Linked DNA regions of Mus musculus: region 2 is linked to region 1. A link is a contact called in public HiChIP or PLAC-seq data. All regions are on one chromosome and are shown on one strand. Each heading gives the region's core, a stretch centred on a gene start, on an enhancer-like site or on the middle of the called end of the contact. The rest is flanking DNA. Distances are from core to core; before and after follow the strand shown.

Region 1 (5,213 bases), core at 932-3,431:
AGGGGCTCGTCCATGGCTGCATTATCTTACATGGTCCTCAGACAGAAGCTATGAGGAGAGCAGGTGTGGGGTTGGCATGGATAAGGAATGAAGCTGGCAGGACCTGAGCTCCCTCGGTGGCCTGGCTGAAACCGCAGCTCTGCTAACCTGGAGCCTGAAGAGTCATTTTGGGGTAGCAGAATCCTGCCCGTAGCTGGCATTTCCTTCTTACCCTCAGCTTATAGACTCCTGTGACCAAGGGTGATTAATGTGTCTTCAGACTGAGATTGACCATTCTGAGTCTCTGAGCTTACACTTAGTGTGACCCAGAGTCCTGGGCATTCGGGTACTGGCTATACAGCACCTTCCAGGAGGCAGTGACAGAGAGCTGTGCACTGTGGCTGCTCAGAGCCTACTACTACCCCAGGCATCAGTCACACCACAGCAACTGGCTTACATTCTCAAGCTGCTTGAGGTATCAAAGATATCACCACCCTGGCACTGGCTTCCTCTCCTCACACCTTTGTCCTTGGGGGCAGTGTGTGGCCTGAGAGACCTTCATATTCAAACTGGGTACAGAAGTAGCGCGATCTAGCATGGCTGGGGGACCCTGCCCTGAGAGGAGGTAACATCTAGAAACTTCTGAGCCTGGGGTTAGGTTTTACCATTTGTGTTGGTTGGTTTTTGACAAGTGGATTCAAACCTAGACAGACCTGGGAAGAGAACATCTTAATTCAATAAATGTCCTATAGGAGAGCCCGTGGGAGAGTTTTCTTGATTAATAATTTATGTGTAAGGGCCCAGCCTATGGTGGGTGGTACTACCCCTGGGGGCTGGTGATCCTGGGTTCTGTAAGAAAGCAGTCTGAGCAAGCCTTGGGGAACAAGCCAGGAAGCAGCACCCTCTTCGTGGCTTCTACATAAACTCCTGCCTCCAGGTTCCTGCCCTGCTTGAGTTCCTGTCCTGACTCCCAATAATGATGGACTATGATGTGGAACTATAAGCCAAAATAAACCCTTTCCCCTCTAAGCTCTTTCTGCCTATGGTGTTTCATCACAGCAAAAGCATCCCTGAGATACTAACACTTTTACTAACAGCTTCATAACCTGGGCTCTCTGAAAAGTTTTGTTTACACGTTTGTTTACACAGGGTCTCACTCTGTGGCTCTGGCTGACCTTGAACTTGCAGCAATCCTTCCACTTAGCCTCCCAGGTGCTGGGATTACAGGCCATGTCCAGCTCTAACCTCCCCTTTCAAAAAATTACATTTATGTATGTATGTTTGTGTATGTGTGCATGTGCGAGAATGCATGACACAGCGCATGTGTGGTGGTCAGAGGACAATTCGCAGGAGTTGGCTCTCTCTCCTAGGAGTGGGACTCAAGTCAATAGGCACCTTTACCCACTGAGCCATTTCGCTGGCCTTTAAAGCTCCTTCAAGGTCTTCTCATAGGCCTCTTCAAACAGTTGCTAAAACAGCTTTCAATGGGCACATTTGGTTTGCTCAACATACAAGGAAAATGGGGGCCTTGGGAGGGTGGGTTGGGGGGTCTAGGCTTCCAGTTGCAACAGGGATTGGTTCTCAGGCTTGCCAGGGGGCTGGGGGGGGGCTGGTAAAATGCCCACCTCACGTCTGGAAATGTCCATGAGCACCGCGCAGCTGGCCGAATGGCTGCACTGGCAAGTGACGTGGGTCCGGTTCCTCGACAGAAGTTCACAGCCCTTGGCTGACCACCCTCCAGTCCCACCAGTGCTGTGGAGAAGAGGAAGAAGGGGGTGAGCCTGGTCCCTTCACCACTGAGATAGTCTGGAGGCTGCTTTCACCCGAGTCCCCGGGGTCGCTGAGGCTGTGATGACACCAATGGATCTAGTTGCAAAGGAATGGTTAAGGGCAAAGAACAGCCGCCCACAGGGGGGGCCTGGTCTCACAGCCTTGCTGTCAGCTCCCAGCCCAAACCCTTCACCACCTTCACCATACGGAAATTGAGGGCCATGGTCACTGTCGCCAAGGACACAGCCCCCAAAGCCACTTGGCAGCAGGTTAAAAGCTTTCCTGTTCCTTTCAGAGCTGGTGCAGGCTCTCAGGAGCGCCTCTGAAGTTCAAAGGTTAGGTGCCAGACACAGAAAACTCCCAACAGGGGCAGGCCCTGTGGCCAGAGGCAGCAGCCAAGGCTGAGACAGCTACTTTGTTCACCATCCATTCAAGGAGCCACAATGGCCTCAGCAATAAACATCTCTCCATTGTCAGCTTTCAAGTTCACTGTTGCACAATGCTTTATAGGAGCTGCCTGGAAGCCATGGTCCAATTACTGCTCCCGTTTCAACTGACGGAAAGCCCCAAATAACAAGTTGTGAAGAGGGCCCTGCCCCTCTTCGGCTCTGGGAAAGTCCTGTAATCCCTCTGATCCTCAGTTTACTCATCTGTAAAATGGGGTGTGACGGTTGACACACTTGCCAGGAGGGCTCAGTTCTGGGGATAATGGCAGCACCACAAAGCAGGAGGGCAGATCACTAGAGCCACTGCTAATTGCCATGATTCAAACAAATAGCCAGGGACACACAGCCATGCCTGGCAGCCATGGGGGCCCACATGCCAGATACCAACGCTTCCCTTCACTTTCCCCTTTGTGAGCCCAAGATCTATTATCCCCCAGAGTCAATGAGCTTCCCTTATAAACTGGCGTTTGGAAAGTACAGAGACAAAAGAAGATGAATGAATGCTCTTGCCCAAGCATGTGCCGGACACTCAGCACAGACCCGTGGGGTAGCTCTCCTTTCAATCCTGGGGAACCACGTCGTGGGGACTGTCCTTGTGGTGGGAGCTTACAGACACACACATTTAGGCCCAGCTTTAGGCATGCAGAGAGTGCCTGGGCTCTGACCCCCCGAATCCCAGGCTCCTCACAAAGAAAGGCAGTGACGGTTTTCATCTTAGAGCACATGCCAGACACGTCCTCATTCCACCCATGTCTATGCAAGAGCATCCCAAATGAGACCAAAGAGAGGGCAAGGAAGTGAAGGCCCAGCCCCTCCCAGGACTCCTACAGCTAAAAAGACAAATGGCTACTGGCTTTAGCCACGGACAGGCCACTAGCCTTGGCATCCAGTGCCACACAGACATAGGAAATAGCATCTTTTTAAAAATTAACCACCTCCCTTCCTTGATTGCAGGTTACACACATCATGAATCGGGTCATTTTTGGAGTGTGTCTGATGTCTCCAGGAACAGGCCAAACCAACCCTGCTGCAGAGGGACAGTCGCCTGGGACCAACACTGCTACTTTTCTCTGCGTGGGCTCACCTCTGAGTCCCATTATCCTGCAAGTGGCTTTGCCCGGCAGAGTAATGGGTGCTCGTGTTAACTACCATATGGCAGGTGCTCTATAGGTGAGCAGCCCATCTCGGCTGTGGCCTTCTCAGGAAGCCTTGTGTGTGCCTGGCTGCTTCTGGATATTTTGTGTGCACCTGTGTACTTGCCCTACGTGGTCCTGCATATGTATGTGTGACTCTAAAGTATCTTTGCACATAGATCACATCTATATTAGGTGTGCACACACCTTTGTGTGTGTTTCCATGGTGTATGAGGGTAGGTTTAGGTTTTCCCACGAGGATGTGGAGAATTCCTCAATGTGCACTTGGCTGTGTGTGTGTGTGTGTGTGTGTGTGTGTACGTGCACACACTGACATTCCTAGACGCAAAAGGGAAGAAACCTCCCGTCTTGCTAAGCCTGGAAATGTTCTAAGAGACCACATAACGTAGCCTTCCTTCTGCCAGCTGAGCCTTCTCATCTCGACAAGGCCCTTCCCCACACGCAGAGGGCTCCCACCGAAGAGGTGGCTTATAGGCTTTTGGGGTCCCACTTACTCGAGGGAGTGGTTCCAGAATACACAGACAGGTTTGCTTCGTTCCTCCGTCTCCAACAGGGAGAACTCCACCAGGATAGGCCTCTGCAGAGAGCTGGGGAGTGGGGTTCCCTCACTGTACACCATAGCACTCACCACGGGGGTGTTGATGACAGGCCGGTTAGGCAGTCTGTCAGAGAGGGAAGATCACAGAATAAACACAATCAATTCACGGTCCACGAGAGCCTGAGTCCAGACACTATGAAGACACAGTCAAAGGAGCAACCGAGACACAGGCCACGGACACAGATCACCGAACTGCCCTCAGGGGGGCGGGTCTGGGCTGCAATGCTGGTATTCTCAGTGCAGGGAGATTGCCACCTCCAGGGGAAGAGGGCTTTGGAAACTTTAAGGAGCAAGTGTGTCTCTGCAAGGACGTCAGAGCCACTACACAGCACTGACTCTGGGAACAGTGACGTGGCCACATATGGAATTGATTAAGTGACCAGAGCCTGGAACCCAGTCATCCATCTCTATGCTTTGAAAGACAAGGGTGGGCAACAAGAAAGCACCCAGAGGCTATATATAGTAGCTGAGAGGCATGGCCTATGACAGCCTTCTGTTCAGGAGCAATAGAGACTGCTCAGCACACTGGCTGGGTGGCCCATGGGATTGGGCCAACAGAGCACAGATACCCCTACAGGTTATCATCCATTACAGCCCCTGGGTGTGGCGTGGAGGACAGAATGGAGCCCATGGAGGCATGAGGTGGTGCTAACAAGGGGAACACGTGGGCATAAATGGGAGCGTGAACCAAGACAAAGGGAATGACCGTCCAGGGCACAGCACCATGGCAGACCCAGAACCTCCCATTGGCAGTCACTGCAGGCCAGAGTTATGACATGATGTTACTGTGAGTCATCGGGACTTTGATTTGTGGAGGCCTCATGGTGCTGAGGGAATGGGTCCCCTCAAGGTCCTTGAACCCAGGACTCACCGGAGGCTGCGATGGTCGGGGTCATAGTGTTCAGGCAGCAGCTGACCCAGGGTCCGGTAAATGACAACCAGGGCAACAGCAAACTGGCCAGGCTCATCGGGGTGTCTCCTCCGTCTGCTGGATGAGGTTTCCCTCTCAGCCCTGGGCTCTGGTTGTGCCGTGAGTGGGGTAGTCCTCCGGTTGGTCAGCCTCACCACGGGGCCTTCTGTAATTCCAGAACAGCGTGTAAAGACTCAGAACAGGCGTCTATGCCACCAAACAGCTTCTACACTCTTAAAGTTGGCAGATGGAACTCAACATGGGGCCTCCTCAGAAGCCACACATCAGAAGCCCATAGCCGAGTCAGCTCAAAGGTGTCATGTGACAGACAGGTGGGGGGGGGAATCTTCTTGCCA
Region 2 (5,213 bases), core at 866-3,365, 86 kb after region 1:
AAAAGTCTGGCAAACGTAAGAGTTAAAGAAATATTGACCAAAGAAATAGCTTAATTTTTCTTGAGGTATCACACATGATCTTACTCATCACTGACAACTAGTATCGATAGTCTCCGGGCAGGAGGGAGCTCTTGGCCTGTGTGACAGCACATGCCTGTGATCCCAGTACTAGGAGGGCTATGGCAGAAGGGTCCTGAGTTATGATGTAGCAACAAAAATAATTGTATGGTTGGGGGCCACCACAACATGAGGAACTGTATTAAAGGGCCACAGCATTGGGAAGGTTGAGAACCGCTGCTTTAAGAAGCCACTGGACTTAGGGCCCACCCTCCTCTGGGATGATCTCCCCTACAGATCCTCAGCTTAAACCCATCTTCAAAGATCTCTTTTCCAAAAAAAAAAAAAAAAAAAAAAGTCTCATTCAAGTTCTGGGCTTGTCTTGGGCTGGGCACTTACTCTTCCAGCCGCTACCCACGTGATTCCTAAATCCAATGCTGTTTTCCCAGAAGTCTCCAGGGGGGGTTCTGAATCCAGTTTTACAAGTGCTTATAGAAAGCAACCACAGGACTGACTAGCCAGAGAACAACAGAGCAGGGCACAGGGAGGCCAGGGAATGCACTCCAGTGCTTCTCAAATCTGCTGGAATGTGAACAGCAGCAGATCATCATGGCTCCATGGAGTGGCAAGAAACACCTCCGTGAGATGTCTTCAGTGCCTGTGGTAAAGTCTGTGATATCTTCAGTCTGTGATAAAGGTGGCATTTTAGGAAGAGATTGGGAGGTGGGGGGGGGGGGGGTAAGGCTTTCCACAGAATTTACAGCACCTGGATTGTCACTCTCCATCCATGCTCTTAAGTTAACTCATAAGGGAAGGAGTCGGCATGGTGCCAAGAGACCTTAAGAACAACAGAGGGACGCTGGAGAGGGTGACAACCTCCAGTTCAGTAGTTAACCCCCAAACCCAAGTGGTCAAAGAAAAGCAAGGTTGGAGTCAGCTAACCTCAGAGGAAACAGGGCTGAAAAGCAGCCCCACCTGAGGCATGCAGAGACACGTGGGGAAGTGCCGTTCACCAACTGACATGCTGGGGAGGTTATATGGATACGCTTAACTAACCGCAAGGAGAATGGCAGTTAGCGAAGCGTTTTCAGAAGACAATTAGGTGATTTGATTCAAATCTAAACACGATGTGCCCACAGAGCACCAAGTGAAAGTCTACACATGCATCCTCAAAAAAAAAAAAAAAAAAAAAGCCGGACGGTGGTGGCGTACTCCTTTAATTCCAGCACTTGGGAGGCAGAGGCAGGCAGATTTCTGAGTTCGAGGCCAGCCTGGTCTACAAAGTGAGTTCCAGGACAGCCGGAGCTATACAGAGAAACCCTGTCTCGAAACAAACAAACAAACAAACAAACAAACAAAACAAAACAACTGTGGCTTAGGTAAGCAGAGGCCTTCCTCCCAAGGAAAGTTACTTTGTTATAATACAAAGAAATACCTGAGGTAGAAAGAACACAGCCTAAACCTCCATTGACTTCCACCCTGAGCCAGGTAGCCGGTGCTGACTGCAGCTATGACATGTCAAGACAGCTCCCATCTCCACCCTCACCCCCATTCCCACCAACTTTGGGTCATTCCCAGCATCCTTTGACTGTAAGACTGCAAGCATCAGGTGCCTTGCTGGCAGCTGGGCTCAGCCAGCTTCCTCTGGATCCTTCAGACATCCAAGGCTTAAAACCTCCCTACTGCCTTTAAAAAAAAAAAATCCTTCCTAAAAACAAACAAACAAACAAACAAGCAAAAAACACTCCCCAAAACCATGGCTCCTCTTCTCTTCCAAACCTACCAGCCTCTGGCATGATTATGGTCAAGCTGTGGCCTCCCTCTGTCTCTAAACACCTATCTCCCCCCAAATCAGAGCCAAAGCACAGTGACCTAACCTCGTAGCCCACACAGTGCCTTCCCAACCCAGTGGTCTCTTAAAAGCTGGGCTCCCAGGCCAGGGACCCAGCAAAGCCTGGTATAGATGCAGTAGATGACCTTTCACAAGGAGCTGCTGACGGCCCCCTGCCCCCAAGCCTCAGATTCCATTAACAACAGTGGCGGTAACCATGGAAACAGGCAGCCCGGTGCTGGCGATAAATGGTTGATGGGTAACCCCAGGGACAATGACAGAGCTTCTGTGCTTATTCAGATGACCGGAGTCCTGAATGGGAGCCAGCACAAAGGCCAGTAGCAAAATGACAGGGGCTTCAGAAACTTCTAAAGGGGGCGTAAATGACACCCATAACTTGTCACAAAGGAACACAGGCCAGTGCTGGCCCACACCTGTGTTTTTTGATCTTCTAGAGAATTTACAACAATGTCTCAGCAGGCCTCTGTCAGAGGCCATTTTTTTGCAAGTGTACTTTGTAACAGCTATCTGGTCTCCCTGTCAGCAGCAGCTCACAATGAAAGTCACCATGTCTCCAATGAAAGTCACCATGTCTCCGCAACCCTGTCTCTCTACAAGTAGAAATCAGCCTGGCAGCCAGCACTGGCCTTTTACCTAAACCGTACCTACTGCACACACAACCTCACATTCTATATATAGATGGACCTGGCCTGTGAGCACCAAACGATGCTGGCCAGCAGGCGCTGGAAATGGGCCAGTTTGTCTACATGACACATAGCTACAGTCACTGTGTTTAAGATCTTCCAATAGTAACACCAAAATATTAGTTTCCATTATGTACATTTATTTATTTATGTATTTATTTAATCCATTTATTTACTTGTTTATTTATCATTTACTTACTTGTTTATTTATCTACTTAGTGTGTGCGTGTGTGCTACTGCATATATGTGGAGGTCAGAAGAGAACTTGCGAGTCAGTTCTCTCCTTCCACCATGTAGATCCCAAGGATCAAACTAAGGATAGTGTCCTTACCTGCTGATAAAATGGCTGGCCTAAAACTGTTTTTTGATTTATTGGTTTGTTTGTTTGTTTAGAAGGGGGGGTCTAATATAGCCCTGACTGGCCTAGAACTCACTATGTAGACTAGGCTAGCTCTGAACTCATAGGAGATCCACCTGCCTCTGCCTCCCAAGTGTTGGGATTAAAGGTGTGCACCACCACTGCCTGGCTGGTTTTTTGTTTGTTTGTTTATTTTTTGTTTTTGTTTTGGTTTTTTTTTTTTTGGTTTTTAATGTATTTTTATTTTACATGGATGGGAGCTTTTGCCTGAATATCTATCAGTGCTACCAGGTAGGTTCTTGGAATAGAGCCTAGGTCTTCTCCAAGAACAGCCACTATTCTTATCTGCTAAGCCATCTCTCAGGCCCCAAGTGTGTTTTTAAATCACATCACTTCTGACATTTGAGCACCTCAGACGAGAATCATGGAGGACTTCTTTCCTACTATCCCATTATCAACCAGAGGGTCCCAGATGAATGACAGACCCTCGTCACAGCTTTATGATCCCCAGCCCCTCTGACTTTTGCTCCACTAACTTTAAGTTACAAACAAGTGTCACCTTTTAAAGAATGCACACTCCCAAAGAGGCAGTATATAGGTTGGACATTCCTCATCCAAACATCCAAAGTCCAGAATGTTCCAAAACCCAAGCATTTGAATGTAGTGCTGGGACTCCCAACGTTTTAGATTTTGAAGCAGTTTGAATTTTTAGAGGCTGAGAGATCAGAGATGTTCAACCAAGTAAGACTTCGCAACTACTCCTGAATCTGGAATATTCTGAAATTAGAAACACTTTAGATAAGTGATCTCAGCTTCATTGGGGATAAGTGGCTACACCTGAGGAGTGGGTCCTCCTGGGGACTTGAGTCCTACTGTACTCTGTTAGCATCTCGAAGTCTATCCCTGGAAGACTCACTTTCTTATCTACCTTCAGTTCTGTCCCATCAGCTCCAGGGCCTCTGTCATTATGGGTAGAGGGTCTCACCATAGCAATACCATACTGAGGGAATGGGATCTAAGAGCTGGCAGGCTATGAGCCTGACTCCCTGGGAACAGCCAGCACTCAGGAATCCAACCTGTCAGGGGTGTCAAGTTACCCTGCTACACTTTCACTGTCTGTGCTACGGCCCAGAGAGCTGGTTGCTTCCTGCTTTCACTTTCTTGGCAGAAGCCATGCAGGATGGGAGGTGCGACTGAGTGCGCTTGTGTTTGTCTTTCATTTTACTTAGACTTGTCGTTTTAATTATGTGCACGGGGAGTTAGATGCAGCAGGTGCCTGTGGATGTGTGGGATCCCCCTGGAGCTGGAGTTCTAGGTGGGTGTGAGCCTGTAGCCTAGGGAACTGGGAAGCAAGCTCAAGGCCTGTAAGAGCTCCAAACAACGGAGCCCTCTCTCCATCCCTGGCTTCTGCTTCCTCAGCAAAGTCAGTGTGGGCAAGAGATGAGCCTAAGTCTCATCTACCTCCATCCCTTATGGGTTTGTCCTCAAGACTACTGCAGGCTACTGAGGCCCAAAGGAAACAATCAAATTAACCCCAGCCCAAGGAACCATGAGAACCCACAAGAAGTCAGTGGCCAGAGGCTGAGCCTGATGCTTAAAATAAGGAAACAGGAGCTAGAGAGATGGCTCAATGGTTAAGAGAACTGGCTGCTTTTCCAGAGGACCCAGGTTCTGATCCCAACACCCACACAGTGGTTCATAACCATCTATAAGGCTGGTTTCAGAGGATCCAACTCCTTCTTTTGACCTCTGTGGGTACCAGGCACACACATTTGTACATGCAGACAAAACACTCATACACATAAGTTGAGCAGTGGTGGCGCACACCTCTAATCCCAGCACTTGGGAGGCAGAGGCAGACAGATTTCTGAGTTCGAGGCCAGCCTGCTCTACAGAGTGAGTTTCAGGACAGCCAGGGCTATACAGAGAAACCCTGTCTCGAAGAAAACAAAAACAAAAACAAACAAAACAAAAACACTTATACACATAAAAATAAGTAAATCTAAAAAAAACAAAAACAAAAAAAAGGTAGCATCCAGTTTAGTCACAAGCATTTCATCCTCGACTGGCCCTAAAGGAGTAGCTCCCTTGTCCCTATTGTAGGAATAGATAAAGGATCAGGGATAAAGAAGACTCTAAGAGAACATGGTCCACAAAATCTACTGGGCAGAGCTCTTAGAGCCTGATGGAGACTGAAGCAGCAATCACGGAGCCTGCATGAGTCCATGCTAGGTCCTCTGTATATATGCAATTGTTGATTAGC

What was found. HiChIP or PLAC-seq counts read pairs in DNA pulled down with a chosen protein or histone mark.
Region 2: an H3K27ac HiChIP or PLAC-seq map of trophoblast stem cells shows a contact between it and region 1, with 4 times the contacts expected there. The contact joins two enhancer-like sites. A contact is called at or near these places in 4 of 15 datasets of contacts at CTCF or cohesin (the NIH/3T3 cell line, embryonic stem cells and large pre-B cells), 6 of 484 Hi-C or Micro-C datasets (the HL-1 cell line, bone marrow-derived macrophages, brain and 3 more), 10 of 115 datasets of contacts at active chromatin or transcription factors (the 230-238 cell line, bone marrow-derived dendritic cells, bone marrow-derived macrophages and 5 more) and 3 of 9 other capture datasets (adipose tissue, embryonic stem cells and liver).

The regions. Positions count from the first base shown.
Region 1 is chr15:85,917,305-85,922,517 of GRCm38.p6, forward strand. Celsr1 (cadherin, EGF LAG seven-pass G-type receptor 1) reads right to left here. Exons shown (of 35, transcript NM_009886.2): 21 at 4,819-5,023; 22 at 3,844-4,011; 23 at 1,605-1,731. Among named protein-coding and RNA genes, the nearest start is that of Trmu, 41 kb to the left of the region's middle. Within about 2 kb of position 2,182, at least 14 of the 459 cell types and tissues checked have an H3K27ac peak or open chromatin away from gene starts, as enhancers often do. A contact at or near this core is called in trophoblast stem cells, where this site is marked.
Region 2 is chr15:86,003,761-86,008,973 of GRCm38.p6, forward strand. The region is part of intron 1 of Celsr1 (cadherin, EGF LAG seven-pass G-type receptor 1); the gene reads right to left. Among named protein-coding and RNA genes, the nearest start is that of Celsr1, 27 kb to the right of the region's middle. Within about 2 kb of position 2,116, at least 80 of the 459 cell types and tissues checked have an H3K27ac peak or open chromatin away from gene starts, as enhancers often do. A contact at or near this core is called in trophoblast stem cells, where this site is marked.